Linked DNA regions of Pan troglodytes: region 1 is linked to region 2. Evidence: chromatin contacts called from public HiChIP or PLAC-seq data. All regions are on one chromosome and are shown on one strand. The core of a region is the stretch at or near the end of the contact, and the rest is flanking DNA. Distances in the headings are between cores, read along the strand shown. Region 1 holds the start of PPA2 (inorganic pyrophosphatase 2). Region 2 holds the start of TET2 (tet methylcytosine dioxygenase 2).

Region 1 (4,512 bases), core at 325-2,824, 330 kb after region 2:
TTCCCATTAATCATCACATGGTAACCTTTTAGAACATAATCCATTCAGAAATTTGAGACTTCCTGTTCACCTGATCAGTCTTAACCAAAGATAGAAGAAAATATGTGGCATAGGGTGAAAACTGCAACCAATTTTGAAGAAAATAGAAATTCTAGTACTAGTTGCATTATAATCACACGACTTTAGGCAAACTCTTCTTTCCCACAAAATAATCCTCGACCCTAAACTCATGTAGCATAACTGCAAATCTCTCATAAATTACAAATATCTATAATGATTATAGGTATTAACAATAGTAATTTATATTTTAGGCCCTGTGACTAATCACTTTACATATATAATGTCATGTAATACTTGCAGCCCTATTTTACGGATGAGAAAAAACAAGGCTTAGCAACTTAAACTCGTCCGGGGTCACAGAGTTAAGACGTGAAGAACTCGAGGGCCTGCTTAGAACTGAAAGCCTCCAAAGCCAGTGCTCCGAAAAGGGGAGCGATAATGCAAGGCCCACTTTGATACTACCACTCCAAGGCTCTGCAGTCAGTGGGGCGTGAAGGCAAGCGACCGAGATCGCTATTTTCAGTTACGGTTAACGTACACAGTGAAACAATGCGGTACACGGAACAATGAGTCACGAAGACCTGGGTCCTTTCTCTGAGCTGGGCAACTCAGGGACCCCCCGAAGTCGCTTAGCCCTCTGGGCTTGTTCAGCTTGGGGAGGATAAGGGGCTGCTCCGGAACCAACGAGGCTTTGGATGGTGGATCACACTCAGGGTGTAAACTTGTGCGTACCAAGTCAAGCTTCTGGGAAAGAACCTTCATCAGAGTCCCTCAAAAAAAGAAGACGCGCTGGATTAGGCATCCGCAAAGTTCCGCCTGCCTCTCCGACGTCAGGGAGCTCCCGCAGTAGGAGGTTTCTTACGCCTCTAGGAAGGCCGGCATGTGGGCGGGCTCTGCCTTCCCTTCCTCACTGAGTTGTGTGAACCAGGAACGGCGGCCGGGCCGGCTAATGGCTGCAGGCCGCCGCGGTGTGGCCGCCTGCACTCTGACTACCCCTCGGGGAGGGCGGCTGGCAGGGCACAGGGCGCTGTCTACCCCCCAGCCGGCAGCCCTGCGCCTCTGCGCTCCGCTTTGGGGTCTTGATCCGCCGCCTCCTCGCTGGCAGTTCTCGTGACTCGGTGCGCGCTCCCGCGGGAAGGAAGGTGGCCTGGACCGCGCGGCTACCGCTGAGGGCCCCAAAAAGAGAGAAGGGAGACCGCGCGGGGCGTCCCAAGTGTCCCCCATTCCATCCCCCACCCAGGTTTCTCCGGTGCGCCGCTCGGCGAACCTCCGGGAGCTACTTACTAAAGAAGAGGCGGTAATTCTGCGAGCAGGGCTGGCCGCGCTCCTCAGTGTGGTACAGGGCCATAGCACGGCGCGACCCGGTCCCTGCACTGGTCCCCAACCGCAGGCACGCAGCGGCTGGGGCACCCGTGCGCAGCAGCCGCAGCAGCGCGCTCATGGCGTCAATGACCGTCCTGCTGTGCGCGCGGAGCTACCTGGGGGCTCAGCCGGGCCGCACGCCGGTGCCCCCTACCGTCCGGAGTCATCCCTCCCGCCCCGGCGCTTGGGCTGCGATCCTGGTCCCTGCCAGTGGAATCTGGGCCACCAGCCAGTTGTGCGCACTATGCCCTCAGCGAGGCCGCAGCTCAAAGACGAGTGAGACAAGACCCACCACCCCTGAAGAGCTCACTGCCACTCGTTAATTCAAACATTTATTCATGCCTTCATTTATCCCGTCAAGATTTACTATCATGATTTTTTATTATAGTGATGTAATATTGAGTGATTACTCTGTGCCAGGAACTGCTCTAGACCCTGTCCAATATAGGAGATGAGCGCACATGCACGCAAAGACATCACTGTAAGACAAAATGATCAGGCCACCACGTGAAAACGTGACGTTGACACCGACTTACAGAGCAAAAAAACCCTAAGTAGCTTACTCAAATGCCATCTTCTCCATGAGGCCATTTCCTAACCCAGTAGAGATTATTTATTCTTTCTTTTATTTTATTATTTGTTGTTGTTGTTTTGTTTTTGAGACGGAGTCTCACACTGTTGCCTGGGCTGGAATGCAATGGTACAATCTCGGCTCACTGCAACCTCCGCCTCCTGGGTTCAAGCTATTCTCCTGCCTTAGCCTCCTGAGAAACTGGGATTACAGGCATGCGTCACGACGCCCAGCTAATTTTTGTATTTTTAGTAGAGACAGGGTTTCCCCATGTTGGTCAGACTGGTCTCGAACTCCCGACCTCCGGTGATCCGCCTGCGTTGGCCTTCCAAAGTGCTGGGATTGCAGGCGTGAGCCACCGCACATCGGCCAGGTGGGGTGGCACACGCCTGTAGTTCCAGCTACTTGGGAGGCTGAGATAGGAGGATGGTTTGAGCCAATATCCGGGAGAATGGATATTGTAGAACAACCAGTAGTCTGCCACAAGTGTCATTTTATTTTTTTCTAGTCCATCTTCTTTGGGACTATCATCATCTAGGCTACTTTCCTACTGGGCACCCAGGTTCTTTCAGCATCTCCAATTATCGTGTGATCATTAAAATTGAGATACTGGTCTACCCAAGTTCCAGAAAGGATTCCTAGGAGATATTGTGACTAGCTACTTAGAGACACTCTACTAAGATTATAGATCCTAAAATGTTTTTGTCAACAGTGGTAGCTTTGTAATGTGTCAACTTGAATAGGCATAACTATAAGGCAAATGCTCCCATAAAAAGGAGAGAAAATCTCTTCTGTGCATATATCACAGAGTTGTATAATTTTTGTTTATGTTGGAAAAAAAGCTTAATTTTTCTATTAACTTTTGAAGATTAGATATTTAAATAAGACAAATTCCTATGGAGGCAAGGTTGTAGGCTAATTTCTAATGATCTGTGGATACTTAAAGTATCCAGGCTGGGCGTGGTGGCTCATGCTTGTAATTCTAGCACTTTGGGAGGCCAAGGTGGGAGGATCACTTGATCCCAGGAGTTTGAGACCAGCAGTCTGGGCAACATGGTAAAACCCATCTCCATAAAAAATACAAAAATTGGCCAGGCGGGGTGGCACACGCCTGTAGTTCCAGCCACTTGGGAGGCTGAGATAGGAGGATGGTTTGAGCCTAAGAGGCGGAGGTTGCAGTGAAGCCAAAATCATGCCATTGCAATCCAGCTTCCGCAACAGAGCCACACCCTGTTTAAAAAAAAAAAGTTATCTATTGAGATAATCCAGCATAAAGTTCTGAGGTCCCTCTTGCTAATAGCTTTTCTTAACTCTGGCAACATATTTTATTAGTAACTGACAACAAGTTATATGCATCCTGATTTGAAGAAATCAACAAAGATACTAAACGTTTCTGAATATAAATGTTTACTTAAAATGAAATCTTGACACTAACTTGTTATTTTGTAAATTGCATTGTAAAATGTTACCAAGTTATCATGCATTCAGAAAAGAAAACACTGACTTTTGTTAAGTAGGTTTACATTTATTTTTAATCACTTAAATTTCCATCTTTCATTCTCTACAGTTTACTGGAATATTTGAGAATCAAAATTAAAAATGCATAATATAAATGATAGGAAATAATAATAGGTATCAGGTTAGCTTTTAAAACTTTTTAAAAATACTCTGAGGGTAATGTTTATTACATAATGTTTAATTATGTACATATTCAAATTTAGACGTTTGGAGTCTAACATGTTGGATTTCCGTTATTGACATCTCCTGTTGTCATCATATAGCAAGTAAAAGTCTTAGTCCCAGGAGTTTACAAGTTGGAGAATAAAGACAAATACACGTAAAATCATGAAATAACATTTCCAGAGTTTATGAAATACCAAACCACCAGAGATTCATCAACAGAGAATTGAAACTGGTGGCTCAGGAAAACTATAACTAATATGTAGGAAGGACCAGAATAGAAAATAAGAGATACGGTGTCCAGGTATTGACAGTATCTCAGGTACCAAGTGACAAGGACCCAGACAGTAGTTCTGGCAATAGAAATAGAAAAGAATGTTGAATTTGGAAGAAATGACCAAATTTGATATCTCGCTGGAAGTTGTGAAATGAGGATGGAAGAGTTAAAAAAAATTATGCGTAATAAATAACCAAGAGATATGTGGTGTTATTTTCAGATATATGTTAATAAAAATGAGAGAGAAATTTTGACACTAAGATGATAAACGTAGCTGGGACATGTTAAGTTTGAAACAATGCAGAGTTCCTGCTGGAGATGGAACTATTTTCACCACTGGAATTCTCTGAGAAGCAGACTCTGAGATTGAATTTAGTATGTGTGTGCAGTGTTTATTAGGCTGTACACTTGGGATCAGTATGTGAAGATGAGCGTAAGAAAGCAAGAGAGAGCTGAGAGAGAAGTCGAGCTGTGGTGCAAGCCCAATAGCCTCAGCCCACCTCATAGAATACTCTGGAGTTTAAAAGGCTAGTTACAGTTGTCCAATGGAGAGCACAATTTG
Region 2 (4,537 bases), core at 1,768-4,267:
AGCATGTTGTGGAACTTGTTCTATTAGTCTTTTTTCTCTGTTAAGGAAGCAAGGATCTCTCTGTATGGAAGCAGTGCTGCTATTTCTAGTTTGAGGGAAAAAATGGTAAAGAATTTGATAAGTGTTGTTAAAACAGCAAATTATATTTTAAACATAGATTGTCCACACCTATAGGAGGAGGAATCTCAAGAATGCACACAATTAATAAAAGCTGGTTCTGAATTACCCATACAAGTGCGCACTGCGTTCAGTAAACAACTGATTATGCAAACTATATCCTTTCTTTCCCAGAAATAGCAGGAGGAAGTATTTCAAATCAAAAAAAAAAAAAAATCTAACTAAAATATTTTATACGTGAAGGCCTGCAGAATTTTACTTCCTTTTGCTGTTGAAAAATCACAATAGCCAAGAGGAGTAATGTATTTTATTTTAAATTTTAAAAAGTCATGATGGTTAAGGGTAGAGTGGAGGTGCAGAGAAAGAAGTTGGCAAGAAAATGTTCAGGGCCTGTTGTAAAACCAACTGCAAGCCAAACATGATTCCAAATAGGCAAGAACACCCTGTTACAACAGAGAGCAGTTTTCAAAGAAGAAATGAGAGGGAGGTGACCTGAAAGATCATTTCCCAGTTATAACTAAAGGAACCTACGGATACTTTTATATTAAACACATGCTAATATAATATTTTCCACATATTATTAAATGTAAGAAGATATATAATTATATACTTCTATAGTCAGAAACAAAATAACTCCTAGAAGTAAATGGTTTGTTACTGTAGTAGTAGTAACTACCTGGGCACTTACCTAGTGCTCTTATTAAAAACTCACCACAACCCTGCTGTCTTACAGGTTGTTGAACAGATTGAAAGAAACCGATACCGACAGAGTTAAGTAAAATGCACAAGGTCACACTGGAAAAGATAGAGTTAAGGGTCACTCAGCTCTGTAAAACTCCAAAGCCCATGTTTCAACAACTCTGCAATACTGTGCACTGTATAAATGTATGTTGTGGTCTTGAGAGAACTTTATTTCCTAGACTTGAAAAATACATCACAAGCCGGGCGCGGTGGCTCACGCCTGTAATCCCAGCACTCTGGGAGGTCAGGAGTTCCAGACCAGCCTGGCCAATATGGTGAAACCCCGTCTCTATTAAAAATACAAAAAATAGCTGGGCGTGGTGGCGCACACCTGTAGTCCCAGCTACTCGGGAGGCTGAGGCAGAAGAATCGCTTGAACCCGGAAGGCCGAGGTTGCAGTGAGCCGAGATCGCGCCACTGCACTCCAGCCTGGGTGACAGAGAGAGGCTGTCTCAAGAAAGAAAGAAAAGGAAAGAAAAGAAAGATAGAAAGAAATAAAGATCACAAAGAACTTTCAAACAGCTTAGATTTTAAAGTGCATTAACAATTTCCAAGACCTAAGTGACACTTTAGTGTACAGCTAGAAAACATGGAATGTCATTCCCACCTGAAATGTTTAAGGGAAAATGTACTATTTTCCTTAGTTTGTGCAAAATCTGAAATCTGAGTCAACTTTGTTTCAAAATGGAATAAACAAAGTTTGATTGGACCCACTAAACATTCTTCTTAGCAACAATGCGACACTTGCAAGGAGTTCCCTTTTTTACACTCTTCAAAGAGGAAATATTCCGATTTCGTAAAATTAGGGCTTCGCTTTTAAAAAAATTACAGACCAAAAAAAGTGTGGTTACACAATATAACTAGTATTGACTTAAGGGTACTGTGATCACCATGCAGTGATCCCATAAAAGATGTGACCAAAATACCCACTTAAAATTTGAACGTCAGTCATGTAAGAACATGTAAAAGATGAAGGGAATATTTCAAAAACGACTATCTGACGTAATATGATACTTACTATGACCCATATGGGCTTTGTTCTTCATCTCATCTTCAAATAAAAAGTTGATGATTAGAAAAAGGAGCATTAGAAGGGGAAGTGACACTACTCGGCAATAGAGAAAAACTCCGGTCAAAGGAAGAGCATAGTTACAGAGCTCCGAATGTCAGGGAAAATCAAGCATCCGTCATTCGGAATTAGCTCTGTATCGGTCGGTTTCTTCATTACTTAATTGTACGGGGGGAAACTACTTCAAAGTAGAGGCTCTTACGAGAGGCAACTTAAGCATTTGAAAGTGCAGGTTTATTTCCTCCTAGCGAGAAGTAGGGGGTCACTAGTGAGAAACCCATCTTCAATCTGTGAGACGCCCCCTTCTACTCAGCCCACGTGGCTAAAGTAAACAGAAGGTGGGCCGGGGCGGGGAGAAACAGAACTCGGTCAATTTCCCAGTTTGTCGGGTCTTTAAAAATACAGGCCCCTAAAGCACTAAGGGCATGCCCTCGGTGAAACAGGGGAGCGCTTCTGCTGAATGAGATTAAAGCGACGGAAAAGTGAAAAGAGAGCGCGGGCAAGGGGATCTAAAGGGAGATAGAGACGCGGGCCTCTGAGGGTAAGGTGGGCGCAAGCGGAGGTGTGGTGCGGGGAGAGGTGCCAGTGGGTGGAGGCGGGGGCCAGAGCGAGGGCACGTGCGGGTACACTCCGGAGGAGGTGGGTGCGCGCGGGGGCGTGTGCGCGGGACCTCGAAGTGGTGGAGTGCAGACCAGCAAAAAGTTTCAAAGGGAAATCTTAGATGTCACGTCCTTGTCCAGGCACCCGTGCCATCCCAACCTCCCACCTCGCCCCCAACCTTCGCGCTTGCTCTGCGTCTTCTCCCAGGGGTGGAGACCCGCCGAGGTCCCCGGGGTTCCCGAGGGCTGCACCCTTCCCCGCGCTCGCCAGCCCTGGCCCCTACTCCGCGCTCGTCCGGGCGCACCACTCCCCCCGCGCCACTGCACGGCGTGAGGGCAGCCCAGGTCTCCACTGCGCGCCCCGCTGTACGGCCCCAGGTGCCGCCGGCCTTTGTGCTGGACGCCCGGTGCGGGGGGCTAATTCCCTGGGAGCCGGGGCTGAGGGCCCCAGGGCGGCGGCGCAGGCCGGGGCGGAGCGGGAGGAGGCCGGGGCGGAGCAGGAGGAGGCCCGGGCGGAGGAGGAGAGCCGGCGGTAGCGGCAGTGGCAGCGGCGAGAGCTCGGGCGGCCGCCGCCGCCTCCTCGCGAGCGCCGCGCGCCCAGGTCCCGCTCGCATGCAAGTCACGTCCGCCCCCTCGGCGCGGCCGCCCCGAGACGCCGGCCCCGCTGAGTGATGAGAACAGACGTCAAACTGCCTTATGAATATTGATGCGGAGGCTAGGCTGCTTTCGTAGAGAAGCAGAAGGAAGCAAGATGGCTGCCCTTTAGGATTTGTTAGAAAGGAGACCCGACTGCAACTGCTGGATTGCTGCAAGGCTGAGGGACGAGAACGAGGTCAGAGCGCTTCTCTTATGCCGCGAAACTCTCCCTTTCTTCTCCCCTTCGCTTTTTCTCGGGCTTCCAGGGACTGGGGAGCAAACCCTGTAGTGTCACCCACAAATACCAAGAGGGAAGAGGGAAGCTTCACAAATTACTGGAGCCTCTTCAACATGGCTGACAAATATAGTTTTAATTCCCTCTACCCCTTTTAAACCTGTAGTTCTGTGTTCTCTTCTCTCCTCCTAATGCTCGTCCCCTCATCTCCCAGAAAACTTACCTTTGTGCCTCCGACGAGCCGGTTTCCCGGCCTTTTTTAATCCTCAGAAAAGTGATTTTTAAATTTGCTTTCCTTTCTAAAATAGTTCAGCTTTGGGGGCACTACTTTTCCCTTTAATCCTCTTCCCCTGTTTCTTTCGTGTAAGTGAAACGAGTCTCCCGTTTATCCTGAACAACCTCAGAGAGAACACTGATAGGGTGTTTTTCGACCCTTTTATCAGCTGTAGGGTCTGGGTCTGGGTTTGTGTCTGCCTCCTCCTACCTTCTTATCCCCCTTTAGGGGGCTGTACGAAGTGAATGTCACAGGGAGTGGAATTGGAGTACACTGAGTGGGGTTTTTTTTTCCTTAAGTCCGCGCGTTTTGTTAGCGGCGCTGAGTGAAAGAGGAAAGAATAGTTTCTCTGGTTCCCCAAACAAGACCAGAACTCACTTTTCTCAAGGTACATAAGTCAGCGCTGGGCTGAGCCTTCCAGCCTGGGGAATGTATGTAAGAGAATTTATGGACAAATCTGTGTCCCGGCTTTGTGCTTCTCCCGAATCAGCTTCGTTTGGTTCCTTGGTAAGTGACAGGCAGACACAAAGGCAGGCGCAGGCCCGGGGAGGGGGCGGGAGGGGGTGGGGAGCGCAGCGTTGAGAGTTGCAAGACTGCAAGGTCAGGGGCGCCTAAAGAAATGAAACCCAATCCCAGCAAAGAAGTGAAGAGCAGATTTATAACAGTCCCATCCAAATTTCTCTTTTGGCTTCTCTCTTTGGTCTTTCATCTCTCTGCCTTTCTCTCTGTGTCTCCTCTCTACTCTTTTCTTCTCTCTCTCTCATACACATACACACACACACACACACACACACACCTCACTCGCATCTTGCTGAATCTTTTCACTGGGACTGCTTGTCTAGTTTTATTAAGCTAATAGGGTTTGT

The links. HiChIP or PLAC-seq counts read pairs in DNA pulled down with a chosen protein or histone mark.
Region 1: an H3K4me3 HiChIP or PLAC-seq map of stem cell-derived excitatory neurons shows a contact between it and region 2, with 13 times the contacts expected there. The contact joins the promoter of PPA2 here to the promoter of TET2 in region 2. A contact is called at or near these places in 4 of 7 Hi-C or Micro-C datasets (blood, induced pluripotent stem cells, a lymphoblastoid cell line and 1 more), 1 of 1 datasets of contacts at active chromatin or transcription factors (stem cell-derived excitatory neurons) and 1 of 1 other capture datasets (stem cell-derived neural stem cells).

Annotation. Positions count from the first base shown.
Region 1 is chr3:106,929,760-106,934,271 of NHGRI_mPanTro3-v2.0_pri, forward strand. PPA2 (inorganic pyrophosphatase 2) reads right to left here and starts at 1,575. Exons shown (of 12, transcript XM_517378.8): 1 at 1,345-1,575. The coding sequence starts at 1,501.
Region 2 is chr3:106,599,448-106,603,984 of NHGRI_mPanTro3-v2.0_pri, forward strand. It overlaps TET2 (tet methylcytosine dioxygenase 2), which reads left to right and starts at 3,018. Exons shown (of 9, transcript XM_009448088.5): 1 at 3,018-3,358. It overlaps LOC134809765, which reads right to left. Exons shown (of 4, transcript XM_063808471.1): 2 at 1,877-3,190. The coding sequence ends at 2,652.